Regions from separate parts of the Macaca mulatta genome. Here region 1 is linked to region 2. The links are chromatin contacts, called in public Hi-C maps. All regions are on one chromosome and are shown on one strand. The core of a region is the stretch at or near the end of the contact, and the rest is flanking DNA. Distances in the headings are between cores, read along the strand shown. Region 1 holds the start of MTAP (methylthioadenosine phosphorylase). Region 2 holds the start of DMRTA1 (DMRT like family A1).

Evidence for each region. Hi-C and Micro-C count contacts between places; a contact is called where the count stands out from the background.
Region 1: a Hi-C map of liver shows a contact between it and region 2, with 4 times the contacts expected there. The contact joins the promoter of MTAP here to the promoter of DMRTA1 in region 2. A contact is called at or near these places in 3 of 14 Hi-C or Micro-C datasets (blood, fetal cortex germinal zone and liver).

What each region holds. Positions count from the first base shown.
Region 1 is chr15:77,386,668-77,392,646 of T2T-MMU8v2.0, reverse strand. It overlaps MTAP (methylthioadenosine phosphorylase), which reads left to right and starts at 3,424. Exons shown (of 8, transcript NM_001261737.1): 1 at 3,424-3,491. The coding sequence starts at 3,459. It overlaps LOC106993734 (a long non-coding RNA gene), which reads right to left and starts at 3,339. Exons shown (of 4, transcript XR_003723249.2): 1 at 1,694-3,339.
Region 2 is chr15:76,782,564-76,788,545 of T2T-MMU8v2.0, reverse strand. DMRTA1 (DMRT like family A1) reads left to right here and starts at 1,507. Exons shown (of 2, transcript XM_001106627.5): 1 at 1,507-3,781. The coding sequence starts at 2,950.

The DNA of each region.
Region 1 (5,979 bases), core at 2,175-4,674, 600 kb before region 2:
TTTCAGAATGTTACCTTAGGACTGGCCTGGTACATACTTGCACATCTTTTGCTTCTTATCTTAATAAACACTAGCCACTATTTTCTTTTCAGTACATTTTTTTTCCTTCTTGGGTGGGGTAAAGAGAAGTTGATTATTCTGATAATTGCCTGTGGAGAAGTTTCTCTGGACACAATTTTATTAAGGGCATTGAGTCTCTTTGGGGTTTTTTTCTTCCCAATGACCACACTGTGCACAATGGTGATGTTGTGAATTTTGAACCTGAATTTATACCAGTTCAGACATCTTTGGCTTCTCACGCTGACATAGGCTTGCCCAGCTGAGAATTTGAAGATGCAATAATTTTTAAAATGTCTTACCATCATTATTACAATTAGTTTACTTATTGTTCCCCCAGATATTTTTTCAACAATGTTCTGCTAAATCTAGAGTGGCTGCTTGCTAATAGAATTTTAGTTTTTTCACTAAGCTGCCAGGATGGGACTCTAATCCATTGTCAAAAGTAGTGGCCAAAATGTCCCTACTTATTGTGGCTGTGATACAGGTGTATTGTAAAAAGATCTGATTAACACATAATTGGGGATCTCTAAGTACACTTCCATGTTATTTAGAATTTTTATTTTGGCCCAAATATCTATAAGGTAGTGGGGAGTTATGTGAGTTTCTTAGGCCATGGAAACTTGCCAGCTTTAATACCTCCAGATGAGGATGGGTTACCAGCCAGCTTGGGCCCATTTTGTAGTACCCATCCAGGACAGACACAATGGCCAGGCACAGAAATATAACAATTCAGTGGGAAAGCTGATGCAGTTGGTTGAGGTGATACATTTCATGCATTTGTATGAATACTTCCTCTTGAATATTTGATGATTCTGGAATGGTTTGGAGAAGACTTCAAAAATAACATGTTTAGTAAAAGGGAACCGTAGGACACTGAAGAACCATTGCTCAAGACCCAGTATAGTCAGCTACTGGTGATAACCATTTCAGTACTTTGTTGGCTAGGACCTAGAAGCTGGGAAGACATTTATGAGAGATTATCAAAAAGGGGAGAAGCTGTTGAAACCTTCATACTGTTTCATAATCAGAATTATTGTAAGATGACCTAGTTCTTTATAATTATCTTCAGAAAAGCAAGGGTACAGATTAACAGAGGGGGATTTATAGGATAAGAACAGAAGGGCAGGGCAAAATCTATGCTCCTAGACAGACCGACTCTCCTTGTCTTGTTGACATAGTAATCAAAAAGGGAGACCACTGAAAATGTTTGCGTATTGAAAATTAATGAAAATTTTGTCTTCCTTTTTAGGACTTGTTAAGAAAAAACATGACCCAAAACTTGGAAATAAGGCAAAAATATTACCGCCTACCTTTTCAAAGATACTGCACTAAAGAAAGCACTGTCTCACAAGCCTGTCCAAGGGTTATCCAAGTCTGGGTAGCAAGGGGTCATGTGATTCAGGCACTACCCTGAGCAGAAAACAATGGCCAAAGACCTCAGCCAAACCCAGCTCTCCACCTGTTTTTGTACAACTTTGAACTGAGAATGCTTTTTTACAATCTTAACTGGTTGGAAAAATATCAAAAGTAGAATAATATTTTGTCACATGTAAGTGTATATGAAATTCAAACTTTAGAAGAATTTCCTCTTCACAGACATCACATCTTCAAGAGCAAATGCTTGAGCCCTTACCTGCAAGTTATAGTAGAAAAGTCCAGAAGTCCAGCCTGGTCCTCTCCAAGTTTCCAACTCCTATGCCTAGGGGTATTTTAAGCTTACAAGATCTAACTTGGTTACAGCGTCTAACTTTTAGCAGAGAGGCAGTGCTGAGTAGAAACTGGACTTGCTAATCATATCAAGTCACTTAAGTTGGCTAGAACCCCCTACTTAGGTAGCAGCCATAAAGTCCAGGGCATCCTTGTGTCCTCAATGGTTCACTTCTGAGTGGTGGGCTTCCTGCCCCTCAATAGAGCAATCAGCAGAAAGGCCCCTAGAAAGCTACATTGTCTTCATCCACGAAGGACTCCCTGTCTCCTGTTTCTCAAAGGAGCATCCGAATTCTACTTTCATTCCTCTTTTACCATTGCATTTTATAACTTAAAAGAAATAGATTATTGTAACAGAATAAAGAAAACTTTACATTGTGAGAAAATTTAGACCTAAAGCATATAGTAATAAGAGGACGAAAGTCTATACTGTTTAAGTAAACAGGTTCTATGAGGCTAACATCACACAGTGGTATTTTGAATTAAATTGTACTTGTGTTTCGTTTCCGTGTTTTGCTACTGTAAGAGGAAAGCATCCCCTTTCTCGGCCTGCCTCCCACCTCCAGGCTAATTTGCAGCATTTCTACATCTCAGAGTCCACCCTGAAGATCCTTGTCAACCATTGTTTTGTTGCAGAACGCTTAATCCATCAAGGAAGGTTAAATTGGATTATCCCAGTAGGGAAGGGATGGGGGCTTTGAGCATGAGGGATTCTCCCTGTAAAGGGCTGGTGGTGGTGGGGTGTGTGTGTGTGTGTGTGTGTGTGTGTGTGTCCTGCTAGTGTTGAATGATGGAGACCTTAGTCTGGATTCTGAATCCAGGTGTACTGGATAGCGCTCCGGCGTAGAAAGGGTTAAAGATGCCCCCAGTCGGGTAGAGCAGACTGGGAGTTGCGCACGGTCTCAAACGCCTTAAAGCCGCTCCTCACATTGAAGATAAGTAAATCATAGTTCGTAAATCAGAAAGATTATCCAGTAGTACGTTACTCTGTTTATTTCCCTTTCGTCATCCCTGAGTCTTGGGTCAAGTCCATCCCAGCTGTGTCCTCCAGGAATCAAGGCAAATACGCAAACCCCCCGTGGGTTCGCAGCCGTAGGAAGTGCAAACCACGCCCCCGCCACGGCAGCCGCCCCGCGTTAACTGCCTGAGAGAATCTCTGGCCGGCCAGTTCCGTCCTTGGTGAGGATTTTCCCTTGCGCGAGAACTTGTGGAACGCCGCCGGGCCAGAATGCTGAGGCCTCTGACGCCACGAATATCGGGCCAAGCAGGGAGTGCTGCTGTTCCTTACAGGGTTTTTGTGAATGTTAAGTAAGCCAATTAAAGTCCAAAACACGCAGTCTGGAACAATACAGCGCTCGATAAATTGTCTCCATTATTATCATTATCCGTTAGTTACAACTGGGGATTTAAAAAAAAAAAAAAAAAACCCGACAAAAACCCGGAGAACCGGAAAGGTCTGCAAAAGGGGCGGAACGCGGGAACTTCGATTTGGGGAAGGGGTGGCGGGGGAGATCCCACACAAGCAGCCAATCCAGCTGTCCCGGGGAGGAAGAGGAGGAGTCAAGGCCCGCCCCGGGTCTCCGCACTGCTCAGTCCCGCTCTGTGGGGTTGGCACGGTTGCAGCTCTTCGGTCCCTTTGGTTCTCTTAGTCCCGAGCGCTCGCCCACTGCAGCTTCCTTTCCCGTGCAGATATGGCCTCTGGCACCACCACCACCGCCGTGAAGGTGAGATGAGCCCTCCCAGCCGCAGCGGTTCGCCCTGCCGAGTGCCTTCTCGCCCCCGCCCCGGCGTACCGCGCCTCCCGGGGCCATACGCCCGGCCCGCGCGCCCCTGCCGCGGCGGGGAGGGACCGGGGCTGGGCACTCGGGACTCACTTGCCGCTCGAGGAGAGGGTACGCTTGCGAATGATCCCCTCCCCGATACACACACACATACACACACACACACACACACACACACCACCTTTTGGCTCATCTGCACCCGCTGCCCGTAGGGCGTAGGCACCCCTTTAGAGAGAGGTGTCGTGGATGGGAGAGGCTGCGCCCAGGCCGCCACCATTCCTGAGCACCACTGTTCTCCCGAGAAAGACACCCGGCTAGAGCCAGCAGGTGTCCGGGCGCCTGCAGCTTCTGTGACCATCTCCTAGTGCCTTGCGGGACTCCAGCTTCCGCTCTCTGACTCTGCTTGCTGCCTGTGGCCCACGTGGGAGAACTGCTTACTTGCTCTTTTGCATGCTTCCGGCTTCTTCCTCCGAACGTAGGCCTCCGTGCTGAAGTTTTCCCCAGCAGCGCAATGCTGTAGGGGTTCTGAGACTTTCTTCGAAAAGTACAGGCGTCCCTTTTTAGGGCTGCACCGTTTGGAGGCGTCTGGCTTCAAACTGCTTTGTTTTGCAGCCTTGCAAGTTAGAGTTCAATTTCCTTGTGCCCTAGGCCCTGAGAGGTCTCGATACAAGGAATCATTGTGCGGTGGGAAGCTTTGTGCTGGAGAGGGCACAAGTTCTGAGAGTAGCAGCTGGCTTCCCTGGGGTTTTAAATACTTCTCTCCTGGTTAGTATTCCGAGAGAGAATTACAGCACATAAAGAAAAATTGATGCTAAAACTTAAGACCTCTTCTAGGGAGTTTATTACTGGCTAAGAACGCAGTTAACTTGTTTGATTTTTAGAAATGTTTGACCTATGGGATAGGAAGGTCTGCGATCTTCTCCAGAGCATCTCGATACCCTACACTCGACTGCAGTTTTCCCGGGAGAAGGCGAATCTCTGCGGTCACTGTGTAATCAGCCAGATTAGTTTATTAAGCCCTTGCAGGTTTAAATGAGCCACTTAGAATGAGAGGAATGGTGAAGGGTGTTGCATCCAGACTTACATATGAAACTTATTTTGTCATTTTGAGAAGAATCTTGCATCCAGCAACTATTTATAAAAGGCCTCGCCCCTGCCTTCATGGTTTGGTGGAAACAAGGCAGAAATGGTTTTCATGAAACTCTTGTGAAGTATGTGACTACTCTTGGGTGCTCATCTATAAACTGAGAATTTTACTGCCGAATTTGCTGGGAGAGCTAGAATTAAATTGTCTATGTTGCACATGGTTGAAGCTTATTAAGTGGTAGTGCTTATAAGTGGGGGAACTGAGATTAATTTTGAATGACCTTTTCCCCAACAATTATTAAGTTATTGTGTTAGGTATCATTAGGCCACAACATTTCACCTTACCCTTGCAGGAATACACTTCGAATGCCATTAAAAATAGAGAGATGGTGTTTGAAACAGTCTTACTTCAATCTGATTAGCATTCTCCCTGCCACACGGTTTCCCTTCAAATTAATGCAGTGCATTTAAGTGCAGAATGGGCAGTGTGATTCTCAGAGACCTGATGTAAATATTGAATAATGTGTATTTTTGATCTTGGCAAGCTTCTGGATATAAAATTAAGAGATACATATGGTGCCAGGACTGCCTGCTGATTTCTCCTTCAGTTTAGAACAGATGACAGCTTTGCTGTTGAGATTCCATGATGCCAGCACCATATTCCCCAGACTTCTAAGGCAACATTCTGTATAGAAAATGTGAGGTGCCAGTGTCCAGAGCAAAATAGGTTAAAAAAAACTACATCCTATTGCCAAATTATTGAATAATGGGACTGGAAAATGTTCCTTCAAGACCATCCGTATAACCACACAAATCCCTTTTGCAGGTGTAAAGTTGAGACGCAGAAAGGTCAGCTAAGGTGTCCAGAATTACACAGCTGGACCTAGATAAGGACACAATTGGGCCTAGAGCCTGGCATTCCACCAACTAGATGTGAGGCATTTCTGAAATCTGAAGTGTGGTCTCTCTGCCCTGTTTTCTTGTGACTTAATGCACAATTAAAATGAGCACTTGATAGAATGTCCATCTTGAAGAGGGAGGCAGAGTGCGAGTAGAAAGCAGGCTGTCTCCAGTGCCCGCTGGACACCACCCAGGTAGAGGTGTAGGAGGCACATGTGTGTCTGAGCCCCATTGGTGTCGCTGGCAGGTCCTTTGAGAGGTGGCTGGATTTAAATACAGTAACACATGTAACACATTCAGTCCAGTTCTAGGTACTCCTTTAATGTCAGCCCAAGTACCTCTCTTTTTAAAATAGAGATATGAACAGGGAAGGGATCTTAAATTCATTCTCAATTTAAGAGGTGCAGTTAACTCATGCAAGTGAAAGATTCCACTGAGTTTTGGA
Region 2 (5,982 bases), core at 258-2,757:
TGTTTGACTGGTAAATGTTCCATATGCACTTCAAAAAGACAAGCATTCTGTAGTTGTTGAGTGCTGTATATATCTCATTGGGTCTATCTGTTGACAGTGTGGTTCAAATTGTATATATCTTTACTGATTTTCTGCCTATACTATCAATTATTGAAAGAAGATGTTGAAATCTGACTATAATTGTGGATATATCTATTTCTTTTTACAGTTGTTTTTGCTTCTTGTATTTTGAGGCACTGTTATTAGGTGCATAAATATTTAGAATTATGGTATTTTCATGAAGTAAATATTATTCCTAGTAATATTGTTTACTCTGAAATCTATTTTGTCTTATAGTAATAGAGAGCTACTTCAGAATTAGAGTAAAACAGCTTTTTTTCATTTCATTTCAGATTTTCCATTGCTAGTATATTAGAAACACAATTATCTTGTATTAGACATGTCTGTATTAAAGTCATAAATTATTAAAGTTTAAATAATCTTAGAAATTATTTAACCCAACTGTTTCATTTTGCAGTTGAGTGACCGAGATAAAAAAGATAGAGTTACTTTTCAACACCACAAATCTGGTCATTGGAAGTGCCCTTACTTTCTGTCAGATACACCACTTATTTGAACCCATCTCTCTTGATTTCCTGGCCAATAACTTTTCTCCTCAAAGCACTGTCACCTCTTAGGCCAATCACACAAAGTCCAAGATGGGATACTTACTATGAAAATGGTTACATTTTTAATACTAATCTAATTTTGGTTCACCAACAATTTTGGATACCTTTCTTCTATATTTGCCCAATATATATATAACAAGTCTGTGGTTTTTGAGTTCACTTAAGGCAAGGAAGTTCTTCTAAAATATAATAAAATTCTTATTTAGCATTTGAAATATCATTCCTAAATATTAATATTTATTTTAAAACCCTTCCATTAAAAAAAGTAATATATGTCAAGAACCTAGGTGTTAGGAACAGTAAAATATATATCTCATTATATGCATTATGATTTAGGTATGTTATCTTGTTTAATCCTCAAGTAACCATACGATTATTCTCATTTTACAAATGAGAAAATTGAGGATCAGAGTTAGATAAAGTAACTTACTAGAAGTGGAGCCAGAATTTGAGAGCAATGCTTTTTGACTCCAAAACCACCAAGACAATGTTTTCCAGACCTTAATTTCTTTTGCCATGTATGAATTATCTGCATAATTCTTCATTTAAATTGACAAATATTTAACTTAAGTACATTTATATAAAGACAATATTTACTTTCTTGGATGAAAACCAATATATATAATTATAAGATAACTTTAAAAGTCAAATAAAAACAGAAAAATATCGCTAAATTCTAGGTAAACATTTTACTTGCTGCTCTTTGTTATTATTGAAAAATACAATTAAAAGGTATTTTAAAAATTTAAAAGGCATACTTGCATTAAGCTGACCATTCCCATTATGTAACCAGAAGCTCCTAAAAAGAATAGAAAAGAAAACTGCTTTCTCATTAGGTAATTCATTGTATTTTAATGATCCATGTAGAACTAAAAATTCATCTCCTCTAGAATGGATGTGAGTACACAGTTAAGGCATCAGTACATTTTAGGCAGGAGTAACTTGAGCAAAGATAAAGAGTTGTGAGAAAGTTTGGGTATCATAGAACACCCAGAGTTCATGAATTCCTTGAGTGGTAGTTCTAAACACTGTATGTAATTGTCACCTTCAGAGTTTAAGACACAGACGAAAAGACTCAGAATACATTATGTAGATTGGAGTGTCCATCTCTTTTAAAGGTTCCCTAGGTAGTTCCAGTTCTTAGGAGGGGTGGAAAACCTCTACGATAGGATGTTTGAATGAGAGGATGGTAGTGGTGGTGATGGCGTTGAGTAGGTTGGTAGGAGAAAGGCCAGGTAGATCAGCAATATCTGCTCTGAATGTGAACAGATGGAATGGTAAAAATATCATTATTACTTGCTATCTTAGGGATAGAAAATGAATAACCTATCCAAGGCGGTTGGATCTTGAAGAGCTGGCAGAGTGCTGACGCTACCTTCCATTAAGAATAAACATTCATGAATTTTCTCAGAGGCTCTTTTGATTTAAACTCCTTCTGATCTTTTCTTATAATTAAAGGCATTAAATTCATATGTGAAGAATTTATGACAGCATATTTAAATAATGATCTAAATGACTTTCTCCAAAACTTTACAATAGACATAAGTATTTTTGAAACAGCTTTAACACAATTACTGCCTATAAATAGGCGCAGAGAGGAGTTTTATAACTTTTTTAAAGCAGCAGCATTTTAAAATATAATACACAGAATCCAAATTTGCATGCGTAAATAAATAGAATACATGAAAAAAATCTGAATGTGAATCAATTCCCTTAATTATCCATTGTTTTGATGCTGTCTTAAGACCCATTTAAAACAAGCATCTTTCTGGTGGATAACAAATTCGTAGTCTATCAAGCTGGGCTCCCACTAACACTGGCCAAGCTGCCGCAGACATGAAGATTTCATCTGGGAACACGAAAGGAGAACTCAAAATCCAAATCTTCATACTTTCTTAGGAGAAGCGTGGAAGCGGGAAAAGGAGAAATTCAAACTCTGCTTAATTTTAAAAGGGCAGTAAAAGGGGAGGCTGCAAAGGCTAGTTTACAAAAATAGACGTCGAGAACTCCTGGGGAAGCAAGTGGGAGAAACGGGCTTTTTTGGGGGGAGGAGACATTTGCAGCCCATCGGACGGAGTCCCCGCCGCCCTCCTCCCAGAAGGTCCCCACTCCCTGTCCCGGGCCCTCCCCTGGCTTCTGCGCTTGGCCGGGAGCCTGGGTGGGCGGGGTAGCCTCTCCAACCTCTCCTTCTTGGCTGGAGGCACAGGGGCATTAACTTAGCGCCCCGGGACTCTGCCAGGCTCACGGGACAGCTGCACCTCTCAGCTTCTCCAGCTCTGGGATGCGGTCGTCCCAACTCCCTCCGAGTGGAAAGAGTGCAAAACTTTTGTTCGTGCGCGGGTGGGGCTCAGTAGTACCACGGCGCGTCCTGCCCCGGCTTCCCCAGCCTCCCAGCAGGGTTAGCTGCGGTCAGAGCACTTTCCACTTGCGACGGCCAGCCAGAAACTTCTCGGGAATGGAGCAGTCACACTGTGGCAGCAGAGACCGAGGCGGTAGCGGCCGACCCCACCTGGCCCCTGGGCTGGTGGTGGCGGCTGCCCCTCCGCCCCCATCCCCGGCGTTGCCGGTACCATCGGGGATGCAGGTTCCCCCAGCGTTCCTGCGGCCGCCTAGCCTCTTTCTGCGAGCTGCCACCGCCGCCGCTGCCACCTCAGGAAGCGGAGGCTGCCCGCCGCCTCCCGGGCTGGAGAGGGGGGTGGGCGCGGTGGGCTGCGGCTACCCGCGGACACCCAAGTGCGCCCGCTGTCGCAACCATGGCGTGGTGTCAGCGCTCAAGGGCCACAAGCGTTTCTGTCGCTGGCGGGACTGCGCGTGTGCCAAGTGCACCCTGATCGCCGAGCGACAGCGCGTCATGGCCGCCCAGGTGGCGCTGCGCAGGCAGCAGGCGCAGGAGGAGAGCGAAGCCCGGGGGCTACAGAGGCTCCTGTGCTCTGGGCTCTCCGGGCCCCCCGGGGGTCGGGCACCCGGGGGCAGCGGCAGAGCCGAGAATCCACAGTCTGCGGGCGGCCCTGCGGCGGGGGCTGCGCTGGGACAGGGTGCCTTGAGACAGGCCAGTGGTTCCGCGACCCCCGCTTTCGAGGTTTTCCAGCAAGATTATCCTGAGGAAAAACAAGGTGAGTTGGTCTTTCATTTGCTCTTTGCTCAAGGAAATGGTTGTTCTGGAAAGAAACTCTGAAACCCGCCGTGTCCTTAGGCGGGCAGGAATAGTTGTTTAAAAGAAGCACTTTAAGTTCTAGGGAACTGCTCAGCAATATGGACATTAATAAGTGGGAGAGACACATCGCCTTCACTTTGGAGGAGTTTACTGTTGGTTCCCTCAGGTGATAAGATAATGAAAAAGTGAAGCATGGATGGTAACAAATGAGCAAATTCACCCTAGGAGTAGGGTTATTTATGCGGAAGTTGATTTGACTTTTCACTGTGTGGATAGAACTTCAAGCAGGCATTGAGCAAAAAGCTGAGTGAGAGATCCTGTGTTTGAGTCTGCTCTGTACTCTTTCGAGACAGGGTCTCACGCTGTTGCCCAGGCTGGAGTGCAGTGGCGCCATTATGGCTCACTGCAGCCTCAACCTCCCTAGGCCCAGGTGATCCTCCCTGATCTGGACTGTTTTCAGCTGTAAAACCAGAGCTGATTTTGCGTGGGAAACTCTGATAGTTGGGGATGCCGTTCTTTACTACATGTTGGGGCAAACATTTGTTGCAAGCTTGATGTGGGGAAGAGACTGAAATATACCAAACCGTCATCTTTCTTTCTTTCTTTCTTCCTTCACTCTGAATTGTTTTTGTTAAATGTAATTTGTAAAACCATAAGTAAGAATTTGAAAGTTCAATGTTAGAGGTTTTTTATCCAAGGAGTTTTCATTATTTTTCTCTTATTTTTTGACTGCAAGTCAGTTGCCTTCATTTCCTGCGTTAGGAGATATATTTTAGTGAACTTCATAGCCCTCCACAGGGCCTACTAAGCAGTGGAAATATCACTGTGATGTTTTCTTTTTTTTTTTTTATAAGTCCAAAACTTGTACAAAACTTATAAAGTTGTATTATATGAAATTGTATGATAGCTATACAGTAAACTATTCATTACAAACCTTCCTTGAATTGTGAAAACTGCAGATCTCAACAGATTTTTCGCTCAATGGCTGCCTGAAGTTCTACTCACATAGTACATTTGAAAAATACTGGTCTGTGAATTGACATGAGGCATTCAATTCAGAGTGAATTTTGTGTTTACATGTGTCAACTTTTTGTACATATTCTAATTGAGTAGGTAAAACAGAGTTTATACAATTCTCATGAAAGATCAAGGGTGCTAAAGAGCAAAGTTATTAAGTAAAAGTGCTATGAAAGAGAAGTAAAAGTGTAAATTCCTGAAACTACACCGATAGTGAAATGGCTGACAGCTCCCTGTGAGACACTGATTTATGTGATTTCTAGTTGGTGCCAAAGTGTTCTGTTTTATAGAGCTAATTATTTTATTTTGTTGTTTGCCTCAGATGATGCCCCCTCCCCCATAAAAAGCAAGCTAACGTTGAAAGGTTACTTCAATAGCTTTCTAAATTGACTGCTCCTCTTACACAATAGCCATGAACTGTGGTAAAATAGTCTATTTAGTTTACTCATTCATTAGACAAAGACTAACTGTGATTTAGAAGTGAACAAGCTTTTCCTACACAAAAGAACCTTATATTCAAAAGAAGACAGACTATATGTATCCAAAAACTACAATGCAAGGCTTAATATACAATGATAAATGCAATAGAAGTACAGCAAGCTGTAGGACTTGAGAAGACGGAGAGCTGAAGTAAATGGTATTATATTTTAAAGACACCATATTTTCTAAATAATCTTATGCAGATTGGTGTTTCACTACATATATTGTATGATGAGTAAAATATAACAAGACATTATTTTATGATTTCATGCATAACTTGCTATAGAGGTGAAATGTTGATAATTGACATGTTCAGGGGCATGCTCATTCATATTTACAAGTAAAGTGGAATGGAGGACTAATGCTAATCTATTTCCACTTGGCCAATTTCATTAGAAAAGTATTACTGTGTTATTTAAAGTTGAAAATACTATAGAGTGTAATTTTTGCAGTAGTGACATTCTTTTTTTCATCATATGCTTATGGGAACAGCATTTTGAACTTCAAAATGCTAAATTGTATACACTTTAATTTTAAAATAAACTATAGCTATTTCTTCAGAATTTAGAACTGAGTGCTTAAGAAAACTGGAGAAAACATGAAAGTATTGCAAATCATATTTACAAATCACTGCCTTAGGCAATATTTGTTTTGTTACATTCA